Regions from separate parts of the Mus musculus genome. Here region 2 is linked to region 1. Evidence: chromatin contacts called from public Hi-C data. All regions are on one chromosome and are shown on one strand. The core of a region is the stretch at or near the end of the contact, and the rest is flanking DNA. Distances in the headings are between cores, read along the strand shown. Region 1 overlaps Gm35239 (a long non-coding RNA gene). Region 2 overlaps Akap6 (A kinase (PRKA) anchor protein 6).

Region 1 (6,443 bases), core at 1,701-4,200:
CACATGACACACTGAGCATACAGAAAGTTGTTGACATTTATGCTTCCGTATGGCCAGAAGATCCATGACTGAGGGAAAGAGAGACAAGAAAACACCTCCTCCCATGTTAAGATGGAAGCATACTTACTCTAGCCACTCAGTTTAGTAGGTATTTCGAAAGACAAGTGGGATGGCAGGACTAAACCCCACAGGGAAAGAAACACATATGGGGTCACTAACAGAAGACTGTGACCCGGGGAAATAAAGGTGCAGCTTCCGTATTTGTCTTCTTCCTAATCTTCCTAGGGAATTCACAGTTCCCGTTGTTGTTGAAACTGGGATTTTAAGATGTAAGTGATGTTGAGATGCCATCAGCTCTTTAATACAAGGAAGACTGAAGAGAAGGGAAGAATTCCAGGTAATACAACTTGGCATGACTTTGTTAACAGGCCAAGTTCTATCTGGTCACCTGCTAAAGAAAACCATCATTACATTGGCTCTGTTTATTGTGAGGGAGTCATGCATGGCACAGCTCCCCTGTAGAGGTCAGAGGGCTCCCCTATGGAAGCCAGTTCTCAGCTTCTACCATTTGGTTTCGAAGGTGAAACTTAGGTCGCCAGACTTGGAGGCGAGTGCTTTTACCTGCTGAGCCTTCTCCCCAGCCCCTGCCTGGTCACCTTTAGCAAGAGAGGATTTAGAGCAAATTAATTCTATCAGCTCTACCACTGGGGTGAGATGGGTAGGAAAATACCCATCTTTATCAAAATTTTGGCTACAAGGCAACCCCTGCAAACTTTTGTTTCTGTTGAATTTTTTTTCTTCACTTTAATGCCTTTCTTTGAAAATATTTAAAAGTCTAAAATATTTCCCAGATGATACAGATCTGCTGAGTTCTCAGCTAAGTTGCAAAAGCTTAATGAGATCACTTCTTGAACATAATTGTAACAGTGTGTCCCATGTATGTAAATCGGGGGTCCTTCTTTACCTTCTTCATGTGGCCTTGAGGGTACAACTTCTGTGTGTGTCCATAAGACTCCAATCTCTGAGATTCTGATGGCTTCCGGTTGTTCAGAAACTGTTATCAATAACAAACAAACAAAAACCCATTTATTCCTTGGGACCATCTATTTACAATGAAGTCACCTTGTGACTTTCTGGATTAAGTACAAATTTTCTCAGCCCCCACCTACTCCGATCACATCATCTACCCTCTTTAAAGTTAATTTTAAAGTAAGTTTTAATTCAGGTTTTCTCTACTACCAATTTTCAGTTCTGGTTACATGAAGCCACCTACCATACCTGCCTCAGCCAGGGTAGGTCTTCTTTTTTCCCCTTTTAATTGTCACAGGTTGCCTGAATTAAAGCTTCAAAACATTTGGGGGAAATTCATAATGATATTCCTTAATAATAAAGTCAGTTTTATTCATTTAGTAGCTATTATTTTTTCAGCTAATCATAGATATTAAAATGCTGTACTCCTGTGTAAAAAATATTTCCAAAGCATTGTGTGTTTGAGAAATTTCAATAGGGCGACAAAGCTGGGCCTCCACACCCTGTCCCAGTTGCTTTGAGGGCCTGGCTGCCAAAAAAATCTAAGTTTTCCCCATGGGAGGAGCATACACACATCCATCCAGGAAGGGCATCCTCCTGCCAGAACTCCAGAGAAAGTAAACGACCTGAAGGACGGTGAAATCAGGCCAAGCATTTACTACAGACAAGATCCGTCTAGGAAGCAGCGACCCAGTTAGTGAGGAGACGCTACCCTCATTCCACTGTGCTTTTATTTTTGTGTTCCTATGTGGGTCACAGCACAGAAAATTCTATGGCGAATTTTCCAGGGAAAAGATGGAAGTCACAACTGAGAATTGTTGACCCCACTTTTTTTTCTCACAAGTTGTCACATGAAAGAAAAGCTGAGACCATAGGGTTTAAAAACTGTGCTTGCCCAAATTTGGAGATTTTATAGATCGGGAAACATTTGCAAGGAGTTTGATTTATTGCTACTAACATTTTCTTTGGCCAGGAAAATGAACATTTTTAATTCTTGTCACCAAAATTCCTTCCCTGAGAAAGATGTAAATGTCTACCCTACACACACCCCAAATCTCAATGACAAATCAAAGTTTGGAGTCCACTAAATTTGACCTCAGGGGACCAGAACGTTGATGGGACTTATGTGTACAGCATGAGTAAAGGGACACTGACAGCAGCCCCAAAGCAGCCACACCGCAAAGTCTTCACGCAACATGGATGGTGGCTTCCTCATAGCTGCTGGATGGACACTCCCTTCCCTAATCTACCCCAGCTTGTATGCCTCAGCCTTTCCCAGACGCTGAGGCCACATGCAATTAGAGCAGAACTGTTTGTAAACGACTGGGGAAAGTGGCCGGACGCACTACTGAGAGTTCAACGACTATCCATCACTTCTAGGAAGTGATGACAACAGCCCTCGGTGGTGCACGCTAGCAATGGGTAAGGCTTATCTCAGGAAGGCTGCAGCAGTTTGTCTAGAGGATGGTACTTTACGCCTCTGATCTGCATCACTTAATAAGAAGCCGTGTTGGCACTCAGGAGTAGGGAGACTATAATCCTTACAGAGAGAAAGAGGCTATATCTTTTCTCAGTGGGTCAGTTGGCCCTCCTGCTTACGTAGTGCCTAACTTGGATTAGATATTTTGTTTTGTGTTCACTTTAAACCAAAGCAAACAGGGAACACCAGGCAACACACTGGATCCCTGGCGTTCTGAAGCTTGAAGATGATGTGAGGACCCTTCGCGAAGCAGCCCAGGCCTGAGCTGGGAGAGCGAGCTCAACACAAGTCAGAGGAGAAATCCCTGTGGGGTAACCAGCTCCCAGCCTGTGAGAGTCGATAGGAAACCAACCGCACAGAGACTGTAGGCTTTATTATCTGCCAGCCTTGGGAGTGGGCCCGGGTGGAGAGGAAGAGGGCCCAGAACTGCACCAGCTTCTTTGCTTCTCAGCTCTCAGAACTTGCTGAGCCCTTTCCAGCAGGTGGCAGAACACTCACATAGAAAATTCCAAAACCACCCAGCTTTTTTTTTTTTTTTTTTTTTTTTTTTTTTTTTTTTTTTTTTTTTTTTTGTCTCTCAGAGGTCCTTGGTATCAGTTCTTTAAAAGTTAGCGGGGCTAAGGGTGTGCTTAGCAAGCACGAGTCTCTGAATTCAATCCCCAACGTGAAAAACATTTTTTTTTTGTAAATGCCCGATGTGTTGGAAAGGATTCTGCATATTTTAAAGCCGCACTCACACTCCACCCTACAATCCTGGTTACATGATACTTTGGTTTTCACAGAGAAGCAGAAACTGCAGGAAGAAGCATAACACAAGGAAACCCTGGATGATCAACTGCAAAGGCTTGGATCAATACCATCTCCGTGTTAGAAACCCAGCGCGTAGCTTCTGCATTGAAAACAGCACTAGTCCCAACAGAAGCTTTCACTGTCATCTGTCACCTGTGTTTGTGGAGATGCAATTATAGTATATATAAAAAAAATCATCCATGGACTTGGCATTGCCTCTTTTTAAGGAGAAAAGCTGTGCAGTTGTCAAAGTTACACAGGAGAACCACCATAATTCAGTGTCTATTTCAGGTACTACACAAGGCAGATGGCTTGCTTTCTAGGACTAAGGATCTCATTCTGCAGTGCCCTGCCCTGAACAAGAAAGGTAATGGAAAAACATCCCATACAAAAGGAAAACCCACACCATGTAGTTCTTAAAGAAGCCACTGCAACTTAGGAATCGGGACTACGACTGTGAGCTTTGTGAGTAATTTTGAAAAATAATTTGAACTACAAAAGTAAGATTAACTGTGTTTCTCCCAAACATCCAACAATCATATCCACAGTACCACTCTCAGGCCTAAGTAAATGCAAGTCAGGAAATGAACCTGAGGGGTTGGGCAATGGTGGCGCATGCCTTTAATCCCAGCACTTGGGAGGCAGAGGCAGGCAATTTTTTGAGTTCGAGGCCAGCCTGGTCTACAGAGTGAGTTACAGGACAACCAGGGCTACACAGAGAAACCCTGCCTCAGAAAACAAACAAACAAACAACCCCCCCTAAAAAACAGAAAAAAGAAAATGAACCCTAGAATAAAAATCCTAGAAACACTTAGCAGCTTGAATTTGATTATTAGATTCATACTCCCTCTTCATGCTCTCTTCTTTGCTTTTCAGGTTCAGTCTGGTCTTCCCTCATCCCCAAATAATAGGGTCCCCAAGATGTCCTATGCTCTGTACTTTCTCAAATGGTATCTGCCTCCTGAGACAACGTTTCTTATTGCTGGAAAGGACCTGGCAGGAGCCAATGCAGCTGTTTCTATGGGGAGTGAAACTTGACCCTGAGAAACAGAGTCCTTAAAGCCACAGCTCAGCACCCCTAGGGTCAGGATTTACCCCATCATCACCGTCCTGTCACCTCAAGGTTTGTCATCTTCACCATTCAAAAGTACATGGCTCCATCATTCTTTCTTTAGAAAATAGCCCTTTGGTGGACCCGGCATTTGGGATTACACTTTTTTCAGAAGAGACAGGCAGGGCAAGCAGGAGACAACATCTTGAACTATATGGGTACTTTCCATTTGAGGAATCACGCTCTGCCGGTATGTGACTCATGCTCAAAACATACAAACACCAAGGTCTAAGCTGTGGTGAGCTGATCCTTGGCAGCTGAACAAACTGTAAGCTCCATGAGAGTGGGCTCTGTTGTCCCCATTCCCATCCCCTCTGCCTCATCTCTCCATTGCCACCGTCACCACCACCTTCTTTATAGTTCCCTATCTTACTTGGATCTAGAACTTTTCATCAAAACTCTATTACTAGTAAATACCTACCATCCACTGACGCTTTGATAGCCTTTAGTTTATTGTTTGACATCTCTAGAATTTCAATTTAACCACCTTAAGGGGAAAAAGACGTTTGCCCCCATTGTAGGCCTCCAATCTGAAAGATCAGCTGCAAGACCTTTGTGACCAAGCCCTAACCACTCTCTCTGTGCACAGCCAAGTTTTTCAGCCTTTGGAAGACTAGCAAATTGTTCACAAGACCAGCTCCCTTCTCCAGTGACCTACTGATCCCCTCCTACTCTCTGGCTCTTAGCATATGCATTCTTTTCTAAAGTAATCTAAAACCTAACTTCCTGCTACCTTCTTTTTTTCCCAGCTGTCCAGACCTAGAAAACACGATGATATTGCTTATTTAGTTCTGCCTGTGATGCTCAATAAACAACAAGATGCCTGTTTGCCACATCCTGTTCCATCTCACCTTATTAGCTGGAGTTCTATTTTCACCCTGTAACACACTAGGGGTTGCTGTTGCAATATCCAGGTCGAAGGAGCTTCAACGCAGACAAGAGAAGTGAGAGAAGCTTGAGAGTCCTGGAAAACATTCTAGCTAAGACTCTGTCTTTAGAAGATGTGTGCAGCACACAATCCCCGGACAAACCTCTCAAGCAGTACAATGTAAGAGGGTGGCTGAAGATCCCCAAGCTGAACGTTTTCCTGTAAGGCTCACTGGCATAACCACGTATCTCTTGATAACTGCTGGCTGTGCCCAGTAATCCTTACTTGCCACCACAAAGTTCTGCTTAGACAACCAAGGAGTAAACACTTCCAGGCAGAATTACACACACAACTGGGCCCACAACAGCTGGGAAATACTTGAGTCTGTCCCTGCCTTTCACAATCATCTTTCTTGGCATTTGATAGCTAAGACTTTGGGAATGAATTCTTTATATACAAATGACTACCGTCAACCTCTGTCAGCCCCCAGTTTAGCTGCACCAAAATGCTCACAGATGGCCACTCCCTGGCTTCAGTCAACTGTTCGTAAACATGACAGGAAATGTTATAGCCTATAGCAAAGGTCTTTTCAAATTTCTAGGCAAGTTGTCATGACAAATGAAGCATTTTGATAAATTGTGGATGTTTTTAAGGTTTTAAAAAAATGAGAGACAGACAGACACATATAGAGAGAGAAAGAGAGAGACAGAGAGAGACAAAGAGACTGTATATTAGGGGGAGGTCTGAGAACAATTTGCAGAGACACATACATACATACACACACACACACACAGAGAGAGAGAGAGACAGAGACAGATAGACAGACAGACTTTGTGTTGGGGGTTGGTCTGAGAACAACTTGCAGAGACCAGTTCTTCCACCACGGTTTCAGGTATGGAGCTCAGGTGGTATTTTTTTCTTTTCTTTTCTTTTCTTTTCTTTTCTTTTCTTTTCTTTTCTTTTCTTTTCTTTTCTTTTCCTTTCCTTTTCTTTTCTTTTCTTTTTTTTTCTTTCCTTTTTTCTTTTTTTCTTTTTCTTTTTCTTTCTTTTTTTTTTCTGGTACAAAAAAAATTTTAATTCATTAATGAAAAAATATCCATTAATTACAAACTTACCTCCTTATGAACAATTAGCATTCCCACATAGAGAATGGATCTGTGTAACTT
Region 2 (6,443 bases), core at 1,803-4,302, 180 kb before region 1:
AGTCATAGAAGCTGCTCTCCATCCAGAAACCTCAGAGGCCTTTGGTTTCCTGCAAAAGCCAGGCACTCTCTCTTTGATTTCAGCACAGGATTCCCTGGAGGGGTTCTGACAGCTCCGGGGTTAAGAGCTCAGCTATAATTTAGGACATATGGATGCTAAATAAATGAATAAATGAGATTGGAAGATCAATTTCTAGCAGCTAGTGGACCTGTAAAACAATTCACGGCTAGTAAAGGTGTAAAGAACAGATGTCTGTGTCATGCTCAGTCACATGTGGGACATCTGTATCATACTCCAACTTCCCTCAAGGCTCAGGGACCAACCGTGGAAAGGACGTAGAAAAGAGCCAGCGGTCAAGGAAGACTGCAGTGAAATCATGTCTTCGGAACATGACCAGACTGTTGCACTCATGAACTCACTGTAGCAAAGACTGCCTGCATAAGACCTGCACAAGATCAAGCCAGTCCAGCACAGAGTCGGGAGGACTCACAGTCCCCCATCTGACATTGTTGACGTGGCCACAGCCGTGTCAAGGAGCCTCAAAGGAACCTTGGAAGTGTCGAAGCCTTCCCTGGGCAAGGCTCAGCCAGATAGCAGAACATCCCTCTGGTCTCAGTGTGGTTGTTGATAATATATACAGACAATGCCCACCTGTAGCTTCCCCACTCCCATGATTATGACCTACGACTGCTCTACTACAGAAACTGTTCCTACCAAGATTAGCCAAACTTGCCTCCTTATTCAGCCATGTGCAATCACCCTGCCTCTCTACTTAATGCCTGCCTCCCTTATATAAATAATCATGCTGAGCCCCCATGATGCTGCAGCTTCTCCATCAGAGAGCGCAGACCACCCCATCCCAGGTTTTCTCTGCCTACGTGTCTGTGTGTTTGTGATTTCTTCATCCTTTGCCCCTCCAGTTAAGTCAACCCCTGGAGATGTACAGAGTGTGGTCCCCACCTCTAGCTGAGGTACTGTTGACAGATGAGGGCTTCTGTGGGTAAGAGACTCAGTTTTCTTTAAGGCTATGGTGCCTGACTGGTCAACCACACATCAGTGGAAGGCCCCACATGCATGAGTATATGAGCAGCACAAATTAGACCAAAGTTATTTAAAAAAAAAAAGACACAAGCTGGGGTGGGGGGAGGAGTGAGGACAGATCTATCTGGAGGGAGGTAAAGGGAAGAGTAGGAAATGAAAATATCAAATATGTTATGTGTATATGTGAAATTCTTACAGAACAAATAGAAAGTAATTTTAAAGTTGAACATTCCAATGAAAAGAGGGACCATGAAGAAGTCTAGCAGTTACAGCCTCCCTGGAAGGGATTCTGAGGCCATTTCAGACAGAGCCTGGAGGTCCTGGACATCTGGCTGGTTTTACAGGCTACTCCTAATCTCCTGCATAACTTAAGGCTGCCTAGTCATTTGATTTCCTATTTTTAAAGGGAACTAAAATTCGAGGTGAACTAAAAACAGAGCGTCTTCCTAAGGAAGGTGACATGGCGTGGCTGCCATTTGTAAGGAGCAGATGCGATTTGTCGTTTGGCCCCAGAGTCAGCATGGACAGTTCTAGGATTCCTGCTGCCGTTTCAAGTGACTGGTAAGCAGCATTGTGAGGTCCGACTTCCACGTGCCTCGCTAGCCTTCATTAAGTATTCGTTTCAAGAATAGACTAAGTAAATGTCAGTTACCCAACACCAGCATGACTTTCACGTTCAAGACAGTAAAATCATCTCCTGACTGTACCCTTCAAAATGGGGGTGGGGTGGTGGGAGGGGGACCCTAAAGGAGACCCCGACTAGACAGTAAGAAGTCGGGGTATTGGGTTCCACCACCTGCTAGGAATGAGCCCCACTAGTTCATTTCATGTCTCTGGAGTCTTGTGTTGTGTATAGAAAGAACAGAATAGTTGGATGGTCTGTCATCTCATTCTCTCCATTCTAACACCAAAACCAAAGTCACCTCACTTCTCTCAGTGTCCTTGGAGAGTTCTGCCTTCCTATTAGCAAATGCCTATGCCTACAATCACAATGATTCTGGAGCCACAGGCTCTACCCCATAAGGAAATCTCCTGGGCCGCAATCTTACCCCGATCTCCACAACTATTCTTTCTTTTGTGTTAAACTAGATAACAACATATTCGTGGTTCCCACCCCTGTCCTTACAACTATCATACAAATTAATATAAATACCATACATGGCCTTGATGTTTTATTTTTAAAGTATTAGTATGTTTATATTACTTGTATCTCGTGATTACCCAGTAAGGGACAGGGTAAGTATTCTAATGGCTCTAGTTTAAATGGCAAAGTTCAGTGACTCACAGCAGGCCAAAGGAATTACAGTCATTTGATACAGTTGCTAAAGGGTAGCTTGGAAATATGAACCAAAATTGGACAATGTAGACCAATTCCAATTTTCAACATTTAGATAAGTATACGAAGGCAAATATGCAAAAAAAAGAGTCAAATTGTTTTCAAAACAGGGAAAATAGAAGCAATCTATATATTTATCCGTAGATAAGTGAATTAAGGACCATCCAAGCAGTAGAACACAATGGAGCACTTATAGTAAGAGCAAAGGACCCTGTATGATACAGTAGAACTATGGAGAGAAGGTAAGTTAGCCTGCTCTACAGTGTGGCTCCTCCCCTGGGCAGAAGCCGTTCTCTGGGCTTTCCAGTCCAGTCCGACACGCTCTACCCTTACTGTGTTTGAGCATGTAACTGAGTTTTTGTTAGTTTAAGTTCATTTTAATTAATTTAAATTTAAATAATCGCATGTGACCAGACGCTACCCTACTGGACAGGATGGTGAGATAGACATAGATATTTCACGTGTTACTTTATAAACAGAAAAGTATGTAAAAATCAACACAAACACCACGAACAACAAAAAGCAATCGGGACCACATCTAGAGGACAGCCAGGAGATACAGAAGAGATTTAGTCAACAGAAACTTCTCCAGAGACGCTGCTGTGCGGGGAGCAGGGTGTGGTGTATGCATGTGGTTTCCATACCGTGCATGACTGTGCTCCTTGGAAAGTTTCCTAGATACCAGTCCACACGCCCACAAATAAACAAGAGCATGCCAAGAAAGCAGCGTCCTCTGTTGCAGCTCCCCAGGAGATGAAGAAGAGAGGAGGATCATGGGAGGGAGCAGAAAGTAGAAGCTGGAACCCTGACAGCAGGGTCCTTTTTCCTGAGAGGGTAATAAATTATTCAGCTCCCAGAATGGATTTGTGGGAAGTAGGAAGCTTGTGTTTTCTACTTACCAGCTTTGAGTATATCAAAATGGAGAACTCAACAACACACCGTATTTTCTCATGTAGCAGCCAGCCTAAAAGAGAGTCTTGAGAATCGTGCAAACCAGCTAACAGTTAACGTAATTTTTGACCTACACAAAGCATGGGGTGGGGGCTGGGTTGTCTGTTGCAGTGTTTCCCAAGTCTGATCTGTTTGCAGATAGGAAGCCTTTCTCCGTCAAATGAGGTTTTCATTGCCAGATTGTTAGACAGCTGAGAAAAAAGATAATAATCAAGCTCTCTCTTTTTTTTCATTTGTGGTTTTCTCAGCTTGGGTTATTAGAAATGAAACATAGTAATACTTCATTAGAGATTCCGGAATCAGAGAAGCTTCCTGGTGCTGGGCACATCGCTCAGTTAATTCAGCGCTTGTCTGGCATGAACAAGGCTCCAAATTCAAACCTCAGTATCTAGGGAAAAAGTAAGAAAGGGGGCAGGATGGTATAGAGGGGTGAGGGAAGGAAGGAAAAGAAAGAGGCAAGAGGAAAAGGAAGGGAAAAATAAGCTGGAGAGATGGCTCAGTCAGTATAACATTTGCCTTGGAAGCGGGAGGTCTTGAGTTCGATCCCCAGAGCCTACAGAAAATCACGGGTGTGGCGGGTGTGGCAGTACATGCTAGTGATCCCAGAATTGAGGAGGCTGTACTGACTGAAGCCAATGGAAAGACCTGTCTGAAGGTGTGCAGCAACTGAGTAAGGACACCTGAGATTAGCCTCCCACAAGCCCATGCAGGCGTGTGCACACACGCATGCCTTCACACCCTCCCCAAACACATCACAAGGAGCTTTATCAGCCCAGTTGACTACATTGGTCCAAGTTTATCATTCCATTTTGAGTGTGTGTGTGTGTGTGTGTGTGTGTGTGTGTGTGTGTGTATGCTCATGTGCATGCGAAGTTACATGAGCACAACCAGGGACGGATATCTGGTGCTCTGCTCTGTGATGTTCTGCCTTATTCCCTCGAGGCGGGGTCTCCCAATGGACCTGGAGCTAGGCTGGGCCAGCAAGCCCTAATGACACCCGACAGCCATATAGACTCTGAGGTGACAGGTGTTCATGTGTGAGCATAGTTAGCTTTTTACACGGTTCTGGCAATCTGAACTTAGTCCTCAATACTTGTATAGCTAAGCTCTCTTACCTGCTGTGCGATCTCCCTACCTTAAACTATATCATTCCTACTAAAATAAAACAAACCAAGACAAGAAAGCTATAAAGGAATTTCTCAATGTCACTTTTTAGCGGGAAACCAAAAACTTTCATGGAGAGTTAAGGAAAGAGGAAACATTTGGTACCGATGTACTTTGTTATATGGAAATGAGGTTTTAGGTGCTAACATTAAAAACTGCACTATCATTAATGCTGAGGAAGACTTAGAGACAACCAGTACTGCGTACAGGGATCTCGGTGTGAACACACGCTGATGTAGGAACACAGTGTTCTGTGGGGTTTGTTTTTATCTTGACAGGAAATCAGGTTTATTTTTATCATATTCTATTGACCACAATTTCGAACAATAAATAGCCTGCTTCTTTTAAGCATGGCTAAGGATAATTTTGTTGTGTTTTAGTATCTATCAGTAAATTATATAGGAGTCTAACTATGATTGGTAGTGTATATACTTGCCACTAATCTAGCACATGTATCCATGTATTCACTTATTAACTAAAGTCACAGGAGTGGCAGCAGTGTTTTGGTTGGGAAACTGTCACAGTTATATTTACTAAGATTTATGTGATCTTTGAGAAATTTCAGAGTTTTACACAATGGTCCTTCTTGGTTTTAACAACAGCCTTCCAAGTAAGATATTTACAACTAAAGATATTAAGACTCACAGAAGTTATCGTACTGTTTGGTGTCTAATTCCTAGTAAGTAATAGAGACCAGACCATAAGAACCAGGCCTGCATCAGCATACGCAAGCAGTTCCACTCAGCCTTGCTCTTGGTCACCCTGACACTCGGGATGACAGGAAACCAGGAATCACAACCCTTTGGGAGACTGAAGAATCCCCATTGTGAGCTGTTGAGACTGACGGCTGAGTCTCATTCTCTCAGGGTGCTTTTGAAATCTCTGAGGCAGCTTGTACTAAATGAGCCATCATCTAGGAAGCAGGCTGGGACATCCCAGTATACACTGAACACTCGACAAGACAACTACTAGAGTTCAGAATACCCTTCATTGCCATGGTAGTCACAGCCCTCATGGTTGGGACCTGACCTTTAGGGTTGGGGGCATGGCTCAGCTGGTAATATGGTTGCCTAGTAGTCACAGCCTTCTGTGCTCCATCCACAGCTTTGCGTACATGGGAGGTAGCAGGGCCTGTGTTAATCCTAACACTTGGGGAGAGGGTGGGGGCAGTAGGATCAGAAGTTCAGGGTCATCCAAAGCTAAGTAATAAATTCAAAGCCAGCTGAGGATGCATTGAGACCTTGTCCTAAAGACCCAAACCAAACAAGACACAAACAAAAAGAAGAAAAAAAAAGCAAGGAAGACACATTTTATACCATGGTGTTTAGGTAAAGGTTCTTTCAGAAGCTGCTAAGCTGTTTTCTTCCAGCTCCATTTTCTAAGCTAGAGTTCTGCTTTCCACTAAAGGGGTGGGCAGTAAGATAGCTCACCTGGTAGAGGCTCTTGTCACCAAGTATGACAGGCTGAGTTCCAGCCCTGTCATCCACATGCTAGAAGAAGAGGACCTACTCCCACACACGGTCCCCTGACTTCTATACACACATGCACATAAAATAGATGAACAAGTAAAAGCCCTGGTGTCTGTTCTCAGTGTGAATGCAAGCCAATGCATGACTAGCCTTCTTCATTCACCATTAATCCTCCGTCTCTAAGTAGAGAAAGAAAGTCTTGTAGAGGGCAGTATTAATTAAGCATTTTGTTTCTCGAGGGGGCCTCTCTTGTCAGCCTGGCTGGCCTCACATTCCCTCCTGCCCAGTCCCCAGGGTAAGAAGTTCTTCTTGTAAGGTGAGGCTCTCTGGTAATCTCACTTTGCAGCTAGGAATGAAGGCTTTCTCAAAGCCCCTGATGCTCAAGTAGAAGAAGAAATATAACGGAAAGGCCCACATGTCTATATACTACTAAACACAGCACAATGCAATCAGCTGTGTTCTCCCCGCCCCTCTAGCTCTTC

Evidence for each region. A called contact is a pair of places that touch in the nucleus more often than the background predicts.
Region 2: a Hi-C map of embryonic fibroblasts shows a contact between it and region 1, with 2.3 times the contacts expected there. The contact joins two enhancer-like sites. A contact is called at or near these places in 1 of 39 promoter capture datasets (the 3T3-L1 cell line), 21 of 484 Hi-C or Micro-C datasets (the 3T3-L1 cell line, 3T3-L1-derived adipocytes, the AML12 cell line and 13 more) and 5 of 115 datasets of contacts at active chromatin or transcription factors (DN3 thymocytes, the NIH/3T3 cell line, the SCID.adh cell line and 2 more).

Annotation. Positions count from the first base shown.
Region 1 is chr12:52,634,553-52,640,995 of GRCm38.p6, reverse strand. It overlaps Gm35239 (a long non-coding RNA gene), which reads right to left. Exons shown (of 7, transcript XR_001780617.2): 4 at 965-1,054. Among named protein-coding and RNA genes, the nearest start is that of Gm23296, 33 kb to the right of the region's middle. Within about 2 kb of position 2,950, at least 55 of the 459 cell types and tissues checked have an H3K27ac peak or open chromatin away from gene starts, as enhancers often do. A contact at or near this core is called in the C2C12 cell line, the NIH/3T3 cell line and embryonic fibroblasts, where this site is marked.
Region 2 is chr12:52,815,425-52,821,867 of GRCm38.p6, reverse strand. All of the region lies in intron 2 of Akap6 (A kinase (PRKA) anchor protein 6), which reads right to left. Gm51971 (a long non-coding RNA gene) reads right to left here. Exons shown (of 2, transcript XR_003950181.1): 1 at 3,277-6,443. Among named protein-coding and RNA genes, the nearest start is that of Gm51971, 20 kb to the right of the region's middle. Within about 2 kb of position 3,052, at least 106 of the 459 cell types and tissues checked have an H3K27ac peak or open chromatin away from gene starts, as enhancers often do. A contact at or near this core is called in the C2C12 cell line, the NIH/3T3 cell line and embryonic fibroblasts, where this site is marked.